Linked DNA regions of Rattus norvegicus: region 1 is linked to region 2. Evidence: chromatin contacts called from public Hi-C data. All regions are on one chromosome and are shown on one strand. The core of a region is the stretch at or near the end of the contact, and the rest is flanking DNA. Distances in the headings are between cores, read along the strand shown.

Evidence for each region. Hi-C and Micro-C count contacts between places; a contact is called where the count stands out from the background.
Region 1: a Hi-C map of frontal cortex shows a contact between it and region 2, with 3 times the contacts expected there. The contact joins two enhancer-like sites. A contact is called at or near these places in 2 of 12 Hi-C or Micro-C datasets (frontal cortex and kidney).

What each region holds. Positions count from the first base shown.
Region 1 is chr17:23,213,240-23,219,007 of GRCr8, reverse strand. No RefSeq gene overlaps it. Among named protein-coding and RNA genes, the nearest start is that of Adtrp, 80 kb to the right of the region's middle. Within about 2 kb of position 3,612, at least 35 of the 93 cell types and tissues checked have an H3K27ac peak or open chromatin away from gene starts, as enhancers often do.
Region 2 is chr17:23,050,710-23,055,779 of GRCr8, reverse strand. LOC134482771 (a long non-coding RNA gene) reads right to left here. Exons shown (of 2, transcript XR_010059320.1): 2 at 3,282-3,630. Among named protein-coding and RNA genes, the nearest start is that of Adtrp, 83 kb to the left of the region's middle. Within about 2 kb of position 1,914, at least 3 of the 93 cell types and tissues checked have an H3K27ac peak or open chromatin away from gene starts, as enhancers often do.

The DNA.
Region 1 (5,768 bases), core at 2,363-4,862, 160 kb before region 2:
GCAGTGCCAACTTGTAATAGTGAACAATTGAAGAAAGTCTGACTTTCCACCAACAGGGAACTGATTAAATAAATTATGATGCACATAATAGACTTCTATGTAGTTCTTTAAAAAATGACGAAGTCGCCTGCTTTACATTGAGTTACAATTGTCAGCAATGCTCATTGAAAGAGAAGAGTAGAAGTAACCAGACAGCAGTCATCATTTTTTAAAGAGCTTACTGGTTTCTCTTTAAGTACAATCAACTCACGTAGGCTTATAGTTGCTTGGAAGAAGGAAACTAGGTGGACTAAGGTTTGGATTTAAAAAAAAAAGAAAGAAAGCCTTTCTAATGAAGTCACTTTTCTACATTCTGAGTATGTGTCTGTGCTGACCATGGGAAGGACAAGCAAAAGAGGCTCGTCTGCAAGACAGAGCAGAGGGAGGATGAGCATGTCCACAGAGTTAGTCTAGCTCCTGAGAGAACTAGCCCAGTCTCTACAGGGCACTGTACTGGCTAGTTTTGTGTGTCAACTTGACACAAGCTGGAGTCATCACAGAAAAGAAGCCTCAGTTGTGGAAATGCCTTCATGAGACCCAGCTGTAGGACATTTTCTCAATTAGTGGTCAAGGGGGGAGGGCCCAGACCATTGTGGGTGGTGCCGTCCCTGGGCTGGTAGTCTTGGGTTCTGTAAGAGAGCAAGCTGAGTAAGCCAGGGGAAGCAAGCCAGTAAGCAGCACCCCTCCATGGCCTCTGCAACAGCTCCTGCTTCCTGACCCTTTTGAGTTCCAGTCCTGACTTCCTTTGGTGATGAACAGCAATGTGGAAGTGTAAGCTGAATAAACCCTTTCCTCCCCAACTTGCTTCTTGGTCATGATGATTTGTGCAGGAATAGAAACCCTGACTAAGACAGACACCCATACGTTATTGAGCATTTTATCCCATAGCTTTATTTCCCATCAGGCCTCACGTTTTTATGGTCCCATTATGTCTCAGTATCATTAGACATAGGGCATTTCCAACCCGTGAACCTCTGGGAAATGGTCCATTGCATACATTCAAAATTATTGTCAAACCCCAAAAGTTTAAGGCATATATTGGAAGGATCTGAAATGATGGTGTCCTGAGTTAATGAAGCTTATGTCAACAGCAATGCAAGAAAGGAGAGTGGGTTGTAAATTGTTCATGATTGGATAGGAGTTTAGGGAAATGGAGAAAGACAGGGAGCCTAGAGGTGTAATAATAAGAACACTTATTCACTCCACGAACTAGGTCAGTTTTATAGGGAAAACATCTTTAAAAACCTCAAGGCCATTCTTTTCTGTTGTTCTCTGATGTAAGCTTCTCAAGGCCAAAGGTGACTTAAATTTCCTTGTATTTTTTTTTTTTTCTTTTAGGTAGTAGGGTGTCCGACTTTGGTGTCCGACAGCCAATAAATAGTGTTAGATAAACATCTGGGAGGCAATTACTGAAGTGGTCTTTTTTTTCGGAAGGTGCTTTGACTATTTGCCTAAGTGCAGAGGATGCACAACAAAGAAATTCGAGGCGTGATACCACCAGCGGCATAGCCCGTGTAACAAACTGGATTCGCTAACAAAACAAGGCAAAGGAATTTTACAGCTCAAGGTAACGTGTTTCAATGCCTCTAAGAAATGAAGAATTAATCCAGCCACCAGGGGGCTCTCATCTTCTCATTTAATGGAAGGTTTAGAACTAAATGAAGAGAAAAACACAATTGAAGCCCAGAAGGACACACACACACACACACACACACACACACACACACACGAGGCAACTTCCCTCCTCCCTGTTGAATTTATGCAACCATTGTAAAGACATCCTGCCAAGCCATCTTAATATAAGATGGGAGATTGAAGCTAAACAAATACTCCATCTGCAAATGTTGAGCGGGCCCTCCTCCTTGTCTTTTCCTAATTGCTGTTTGAATTTATTTCTGGTGCACTGTGATGCAGAAGCTGCCTGGAAACGTTGTCCATATGTTGGGTGGGAAGAGGGAGGATGTGACAACGAGCCTCTTCCCTTTAGGTGACTGTATTGAAGCTGAGTTAATTACTGAAAATTCAGTGCTCGGTGAAAAGCCACTGAAATCTAAAGTTGCTGGAGTTCATGGCAATCATGATATTTGTTGCCTTTGTGCTACCTTCTTTTTATCCTATTAATATATTAATAATGAGGTGTGATTTGGGAGCCTCTTGCTGACTTGGTGAATACTGTGCTGATACTGAGCGAGTTTTCTTTCCTCCCACCCACATCTTATTCCTGGGGTCAACCTTGCTCCTTTGTGTGCCAGGCTTTAACACCAAATTTACCAGTGCTTGCAAGTGATGACCAAGAAAACCATTCCTCGTTGCACCAATGGCGCCCTTGGACCAGGAGAGCGGGGACGAGAATGTTATTAAGCGAGTCCTGAGAGTGAGTTCCTTATTTCTGTTATCTATTCTCCCGGTAACCAGCAGAAAACTGACGGTTCGCTCCCAATTTGCATAAGAAGAGACCGAACTCTGCAGGGCTGAGTCACCTATGACTATAAGTGCCTTAGAATTGGAACTAATTGGATTTAGAGTGTCTAGGGAGTCTATGTGTTTTTCACCTTGACATTTTAGGAGCCCACAAAAAGTGAATTAGCCAAGCCGGCTTTCCGTCCTTTTGGACATCCCTTTTTCCTCAAGTCATTCAGGGTGTTTGGGACAGTAGCTCCTTGGAGGACCCGCAAGGCCACCTGCTCTGCAGCGTGGTAATAACGATTAGGAGTGGGTCTCTTTGGTGGCTGCTGCATTACAAGGGCTCCTCCTGGTATTTGAGTGGGAGGGGAGGTGTCTGGGTCCCTTGTCATCTGCAGCATGTGGGTGGCAATGAGAAAGTTTGGACATCTTTTAAAGTAACTACTCTGCTCCGGTTACAGCTATTTTTCCACTCCAGCCAATAATGACCTTCTTGACTCTAAACATAGGTGGGGTTCGTGGACCATCCCCAGACATGCTGGTGCTCCTTGCTGTGGATGTTAGGAAGTGCTCGCACTGAGCGTACCATAGGACCCGAATCCTACCGCGAAGCTACCATGATGATGCCTTTCTTATGAGTTTTCCCTGACTCCTCCAGGCCTTACACAGGGAAACCATCCCGAGAGGAGGATGGTAACGGAAGCTTGTCTTTTCAGCCCATCACCATTCAGAACGATGGCTTTTAGCACCCATTCAGAAGGCTTCGCCCAGGGCTGTAGGCTTAGGAGCTCCATTAGCCATTTGGGAAGGTAAGATTGACACAGGCCGTGGGTGGTGACAAAGTGTCTTATGAAGCAATCAGCTCGTATCTCTTCTTGGAACTCTATTAGGGTTGTATGTGGAACAGTCTCAGAAATTAATTTTCAAATAGCTCTCATCTGTTCCCTTGATCTTCCTTAACTCTGTTCCACCAGTTGGTTCATTCTAGGAGGCACAGGCTGTTGTTTCCTTGATTGGACGATGTGAGATCTGGGGAGACTCTTGAATGAAGAAAGGAGAGAGAGTGGGAGCTTGGCAAGTGGAAGCCGCAGGATTAATATAGGCCTATGAGTCACAGGGACTGCAGGCGAATGCTACTGAGTGGGCCGACGGAGGGAGTGTGGGCACAGAGCAGGCTTGAGGCAGACTGAGAGGAATGAGGGAGAGCAAGGAGCAACGCTTCGGGAGTGTTAGTCAGACTCTGCAGAGAAACAGCACCAATCAGATTCAAGTGCATGTCGGAGGCAATTTCATTCAAAAGAATAGGCCCCAGTGATGACAGAGTCTGGCAAAGCTCAAATATGCAGGCTGGAGGCCCAGAGAAGGGCTGATGTGGAATGTCAAAAGTATTCCCACGGGTGCCACCACCGTGGTGCCCACAGCCTGGTGTCCAATGCTAGCAAAGCACAGTGGTTCATGGTCACAGGGAGCAGTGGGAAGTCTTGACCAAGGATCTCTATAGATGCTTCCAAACCTCTAACAGAGCTTGGCCCCACACTGTGCCTCAAAGTCACTCCTACTGTGTCCCCAAAGAGGCCAGGTCACCAGTTCTGCTTTGGCATTGGCTGCTCAAGGCAGCTAGGATGCAGGCAGTGGCTTGAAGACTTAGTTGCTGCCTTTCCATGATGGTTAAATCAAGATTCTTAAACATCAGCGGGGAATTCCAGCTTTAGTTGCATATTAGAACTATCTAGAAGGGGGGGCTAAACACCTAGCATGGGGTTCATAGTTCAGACAAATTCAGAATCTCTGAACTGGGGTGGGGTGAAGGGAGCATCTGGGAAATTGTATTCCTGTAAGCTCCTTAGTGGCTGCTCAAATACAAGGAAAGTTGGATGGAAATCCATGGAACATGGCAGTCGTAACAGGGTAACAGACTGGGTCAGTTAGAAAGGGAAATACCTTAGTTGGCTCAAGGTTCTGGAGTCTGGGGAATCTAGAAATGTGGCATTGGTAACTGCTCTGCCTCTGGGGAGGACTCTACACACCATGTTAATAGAGCAGAGGCCATCAAATAGTCAATTCTGAGGCATGGAATCTTCAGTCTTCATCCTTCAGTAAAGTTACCATGCAGACCTCCCTCTCATGTCATCTAGCCTAATCACCTCGCAAAGGACTACTACCACTAACATGCAAATTTGGGGGTTCATTTTCTAACACATGAACTCTTGGGTGACACCCAAACCATAGCCACCCTTAGCAGCCCTCAGTGTTTCCTTTGCCAGGCTGTCTTCAGTGTCTGATGGGTACGTTGTTTTTCTTTGATGGTCTTACCCAGGTGCCCATACAAGAGTGCCTTGCTGAGCTGTTTCACTGCCCCTAACTCACTCGCTAACGTTCCTTGGGTTTAGAAAAGCAGGTGTTTCCACAGTGATACCATTTTTCTCTAAACCGGCATTCATCACATGTTGGCTTAAAAGATTTGAAAGAAAAACGTCTAATGTGTTGAAGACACAGAGGAAGGATTAGATTTTCCAGTCGTCATGAAGGAGACAGAAGCAGGATTTGTTAAGAAAATCATATGGTGTACAGGAAACAGCTCTGTCTGACATTTCTCTCTTGCGTAATTCTTCATTGAGAAAAATCCATCAACGTTACTGACCTTAAGCGGTGTTTTGCTACCAGATAATGATGTCAGTCTCTCTGTGCGATGGTGAATGAAGGTTCCAGAATGACAAACAGCAAATGTCCATTTAAATGGGGAGCACACTGTATGGGTTCTGAGTCATCACAGACCGATGGAAAGAGTTAAGAGCTCTTTTGGTATCTATGACTTCTAAATCCCCAGTCTCTCATTTATTAAGCCGAAATTATTCACTGTTGTCACCAGAACTTTTATGGTACAAGCCCGAGGCCTCACAACTCTAACAAGAAAAGCATCTCTGCTCACCCCTCAATGAGCCAACACAATAGCCTAATAGTCAAGAGCTGGGAAAGGCAGGGAATATATGGAGCGTGGCTCCTGGTTTCCACTATCTGGAAAACTGTCAATATGCTGACAGAAGTCTCTTCCAGGAAGACAAGCTCCCCTATGCCTGGCAGTAGAGCCCAGTCTTTTCTTCCCCCCTTTCCTTCTTCTGGGGGAAATTCCAATTCTGTGGGTCCACTGCTCAATAGTCTCCTATCTGAAGGGAGAAGGGCACCTGACTGGCGTCTTTCCTGCTGAGACGGTCATTGAGCTGAAGGGCATCCTCCGGCGCTCACAAACTCCCAGACCATCAGAAAGGGACCTTAGTGGGAACTAAGACCCTCGCCTATGTGATGTGCTGTGCATCCTGAAGTGAATT
Region 2 (5,070 bases), core at 665-3,164:
TTGAAAAAGATTAAGACATTATCCAACAATGTCATTCACTTAAATTATAATGCAGCCCCTCAGTGAACAACTATACAGCTACGTTAAGAGAAAAAAATGGTAAAAAGGAAGCTCTTTGTATATGACTGTGGAATATCCAGAAATACTTTTGTGTATATGAATCTATTATGGCATTCTGGTATAAAATAAAGAAATATCTTCAAAGTTCAGTTTTGTTCTATCTGCATGAGGCATCACTACGAGCCCAAAGATAGCCACAAAATGGCTGCCTATGCACAGAAGTCTATGTAACACAAAAGAAACTAATAAAATTGGCTACTGATATTCCTCTACAATGAAGGGAATTCTATTTCTAGGTATTTAAATAAAACAATAGGAGGCAAGAACTCATGAATACTTCTATGCTGATGTTCATAATATTATGTGCAATAACCCAGAGGTAGGAAAAGCATGAATGCTCATCAGTGACTGGAAAGATAAATATGACTGTATTTTTCTATTTATGACATGTTTATATTGTGTACCCCACACACACACAACATCATTTGCCCTTGAAAAGTAAAGAAATTCTGACACACATCACAACTTGAGTGAAATTTAAAGATACTATGCTAAGTGAAATAAGCAACACACAAAAGACAAATATTTCAGGGTTCCGTTTATATAGTGCACTAAATAGGTTTCTCCGGAAGAAGAGAAGTGGTGTAATGAATGCATATAAAGGAGTTTAGTCCGTTGGTTAACTCGTCGACTGGGTAGTCCAACAGGGGCTGGCTCCTGACTGTAGAAGCTGAAAATTCAGCAACTCTTTGATCCATGAGGCTGGACTTTTCAGTCAATCTGACAGTAATGGTCTGGAGGAGTCCTGATTGCTGTTGGTCCTTTATCCATGCTTGAAGGCCAGAGAAGCTGTGTTCTGTTGGCTGAAAGAATGGCAGACAGCACTGTAGCATTGAGAGAAGATACATACTCACCAGCAAGGAGGGAAAGCAGACAGGCCAAAGCATCCCTGTTTGTCCCTCAAATTCCATTGTGTCTGGGCCACCACCAAGAGATAGCTTCTCAAACCCACCCAGAGGTGTGTATCTTAATTGGTTCCAGAACCAGCAAAGTAGACAGCCAGGGTTATCCATTATACACAGGGCATCCAGAAGAGTCAAACTCATAGAGACAGGAAATAAGTTAGAATATACTAGAGGCTGAGAAGGGGGATGGAATCCCCTACTAAAGTCTCAGCCGGGAAGATGGAGTGATTCTGCAGATGGGTTGTGCTGTTGCCTGCACAGCTGTAGAGGGTGTAATTTAATCATTACAGCTATGCTACATATATTTTTGTGTCTTTGCTTACAAAGTCAGGTCATGTTGGGTAGTCCACACTGGTCTTGAACTCAGGATTCTCCTATTTAGCCTCCTGAATGCTGAGGTTACCATCATTGTACCCAGCATACACACACACACACACACACACACACACACACACATGCACGCACATGTTGGGCATAATGGTGGTACACATACATATCACAATACTAAATATATACCATAATACCAAAAGAAATTGGCTGGTAATAAAGTCAGGAGTGTAAGTAGAAGATTCAGATCTGGGAGAGACACCACTCAACATATGTCTCCTGAACTATGTAAATATATTATGTAATTACCCAACAAGTCATTTCTGAAGAGCCATCTGGACTTCTCAGATCACTTCTGCAAATGTGAGGGTTTTTTTCCTCAATGCAAATATTGCTTTTTTTTTTTCGTCCCAGTGCCTTAAAAAGCACCTACATCACTGTAAGACTGAGGAGACAAACTTTCACATGTCAGAATATTAAGCAGCCCTGTCAACCCAGAGAGATACAGGTTGGGGCATGCAAGAGACCATCTCCATCCTGGTCTTTGAGGGGATGACTCCCCTGACTGCACTTGCCTGAAGACTTAGCCTCCTACACAAGGGAGGTGAGACAGGCCGGTTCTGACTACCTCACCCTCAGAGTTTTACATACTTACCAAAGTACCCCTGCTTTGTGTGGGATTGGTCTTCATCTCAGCTCTGTGTGTGTGTGTGTGTGTGTGTGTGTGTGTGTGTGTGTGTGTGTGTGTGTGTGTGTTTGGTTTTGGTTTGGTTTGGTTTGGTTTGGTTATTTGGTTTGGTCTTTGAAGACAGGGTCTTGCTAGATATCCCAGCTTGTCTGGAATTTATGGTAATCCTCCTGCCTCAGCCTCTTGAATTCTGGGGTTACAAGTCTGTGATATCACATCGTGCTTTCCATTGACCTTTGATACATCACGACCTCTTTCATTTGGCTCCTTTTGGCCTGCACTCCTTCCCTGTGGGGGAGCTACAGGAGGAAGAAAAGGGCTTCAGCTCTGCCCCACACAGTCCTGTCTGCAGCTGACCAGCCTCTACTTGAACGATTCCATCCCAAGAAGAACAACCTCTACTGAAGGACCTGATCCCAGGGCCACTGACACTCATCCTCATGTTGTCCAGAGACTGCTACTCATTGGTCCTGTTTTGTTTTCTAGAAACAGAAAAAGAAAATTTAATGCCTGTTCAGCATGAGATGGCTTCAGATACTTTGGGGTGACTACTTAGTAGATGGGAGACGGCTCTAGGTTCCATCTCCAACACGGCAAAGAGCCAAAGCAAATCCCAAATCCTAGGGCAGGTATCACAGGATATGGCTTCCATCCACAGTGATTCACTCTCAGGCTTTCCCCTCCTCTCCTGGTAAAGCCAACTCTCAAATAAGCTTGACACCACTACCGCCAGCACTCCTCTGGGCCCACAGCCACTGAAGAAATAAATCCTTCCAACATATGAGCCACCTAAGGAATAAGTCTCTCCCCTCCCAGTTGAACTTGGACAGTTCATCGTACATATTAATTAATTTATCTTGGTTGGCTTGATTTTTTTTCTTGCTTTGTTTGGTTTGATTTTTAAGACAGGGTCTCTGTCTACAGATTTGGCTGACCTGGAGCTTACTATGTAGGACAGATTTGTAGCAACCCTCTCGTCCCAGCCTTGAACTGGCAGCGTTGGGATGGCAGGTATGAATCAACGTGCCTGGCTCAGCCTGCATCTGAACTGCAGCTTTAGGGCAGCCCCAGAAAAACAGAACCAAAGAAGTTGGAGGGAGGGACTTCCTGACCCAGAGACTCCAATAACTGGGCTGGACATTGTATGTGGGGAATTACATTACACTGGGGGCATTTCATATGGAACAATAACAAACGTGTGCCAAAGGGAAGGGTAGATTGTAGGAGATAACATCACATACATGGCTCATATGATGCATAAGCTCAATCTCCAGGGACAGTGAAATTCTGTGATCGGTCCTGCTCTTCGCCCAGCTCAGATGGAGTGGTATCCTCCCAGTTCTTTCACTGGCATTGTGTTCTCCTAACCATAGAGGTAAGTGTCATGAAAAGTGTTCTAGGTGTGATGTCAATGGCCTAACGTCACCATTTTGAATAACAAAGTTGTCATACTTAACTTTCATGCTGCTCTCAGGGTTTTTTCCCACATAAAATACATACATGTTTTACTAAGGTCTTGAAGAGTTGTTTTTTTTTTTTTCCTGACGAGAATAGACTTGTGTTGGTATCTAAGATGTGAAGGACATTTGTCTGAAAGACAGATTGGCATTGGTTTTGTGTCATTATAAAAAATAAGCTAGCATCATAATATTGTAAATAATACAGGAGAAGCAAACTGAACAGCTAAGGGAGAGGGTGGCTCCATGGAGGTAGTGACAGTGTGGATTTTGAACATTGTATATATGATCATCATTCACCTATCCATATATTTCAATCATTTGTCCCTCTGTCTTCCCTTCCTCCCTTCTTTCCCTCTCCTCCTTTCATTCCTTTCTTTCATTGTTGTTACTTAGTCAGGGTCCACTGTATCACCCAGTCTGGACTCAAACACACAATCTTTCTGCCTAGGTCTCCTATGTGCTGGGATCAAAGGTGTGAACTGTCCTGCCTGGGGCAATTAAAACCCCTTTTACCTGTCGGGTTGGCCTTTTCAACCTGTTTTTTAATTATCTCTGCCAACCAACTCTGTTCTTCACTGGATTCATCAATCTCTTCCTTCTTTAACATGAAAATATTTTAAGAGTGGACAAGATGTCATGGGACATATTTCATTGTCTGAGCAGGGAGATGGGAGGCGGGCCAACTCTACTTCATCTCTTAGAAGTGGATTTTTCTCTTAAAGCAATTTAAAATGTTTGATTGTGGCTACAGCACATAATATAAAACTTACTGTCTGAACCATTGTATGTGGATAGGTCAGAAGTGTCAAGTGTGTTCACATTGCCACACAAACGCTATCTCCAGAACATTCTAGGCTTGCAAAACAGTTGATTTCTTCACATCAAACAATGCTCTCCCTTGTTCCCTCTCTCAGCCTTTGTCAGACACTATTCTGTGACAATGACATTGGTAACTTTAGATGCTCCACAGTAATAGAATCACCTCACATTTGCATTTTCTCTTACAACTGGATTTCAAGATTTAGTAAGTGTCCTCAAGGTTCATCCATACTTTAGCAAACATCAGAATTTCCTTCTTCGTGGTTGAGTCATACTCTATTGCCTTTTGACCACAGCCCACTGCATCCTGTTTACCCACTCATCTGACAGTGGGCACTTAGATGGCTTCCACTGTTTGGTTATTGAATACAATGCTGCTCTGATTATGGGTAATGCCACAGGATTACTTTACATTCCCACTGACTGGGCACAGGGTTCCAGCTTCCCTGACCTCTACACTAACACTTGTTGTTTTCTATTTCTTTGACAGTGGCCATTATGGTGGTATATCTTAGTTAGGGTTTTATTACTGTGAACAGAGAGTATAACCACAGTTACTCTTATAAAGGAAAACATTTCATTGGGGCTGGTTTACAGGTTTACAGGTTCACAGGTTTAATCCACTGTCATCGTGGCTCGAAGCAGAGTAACACACAGGCAGACATGGTGCTGGAGAGGTAGCTTGAGGCTGGATTCAAAATCAGTAGTGGGAGAGAGAGAGAGAGAGAGAGAGAGAGAGAGAGAGAGAGAG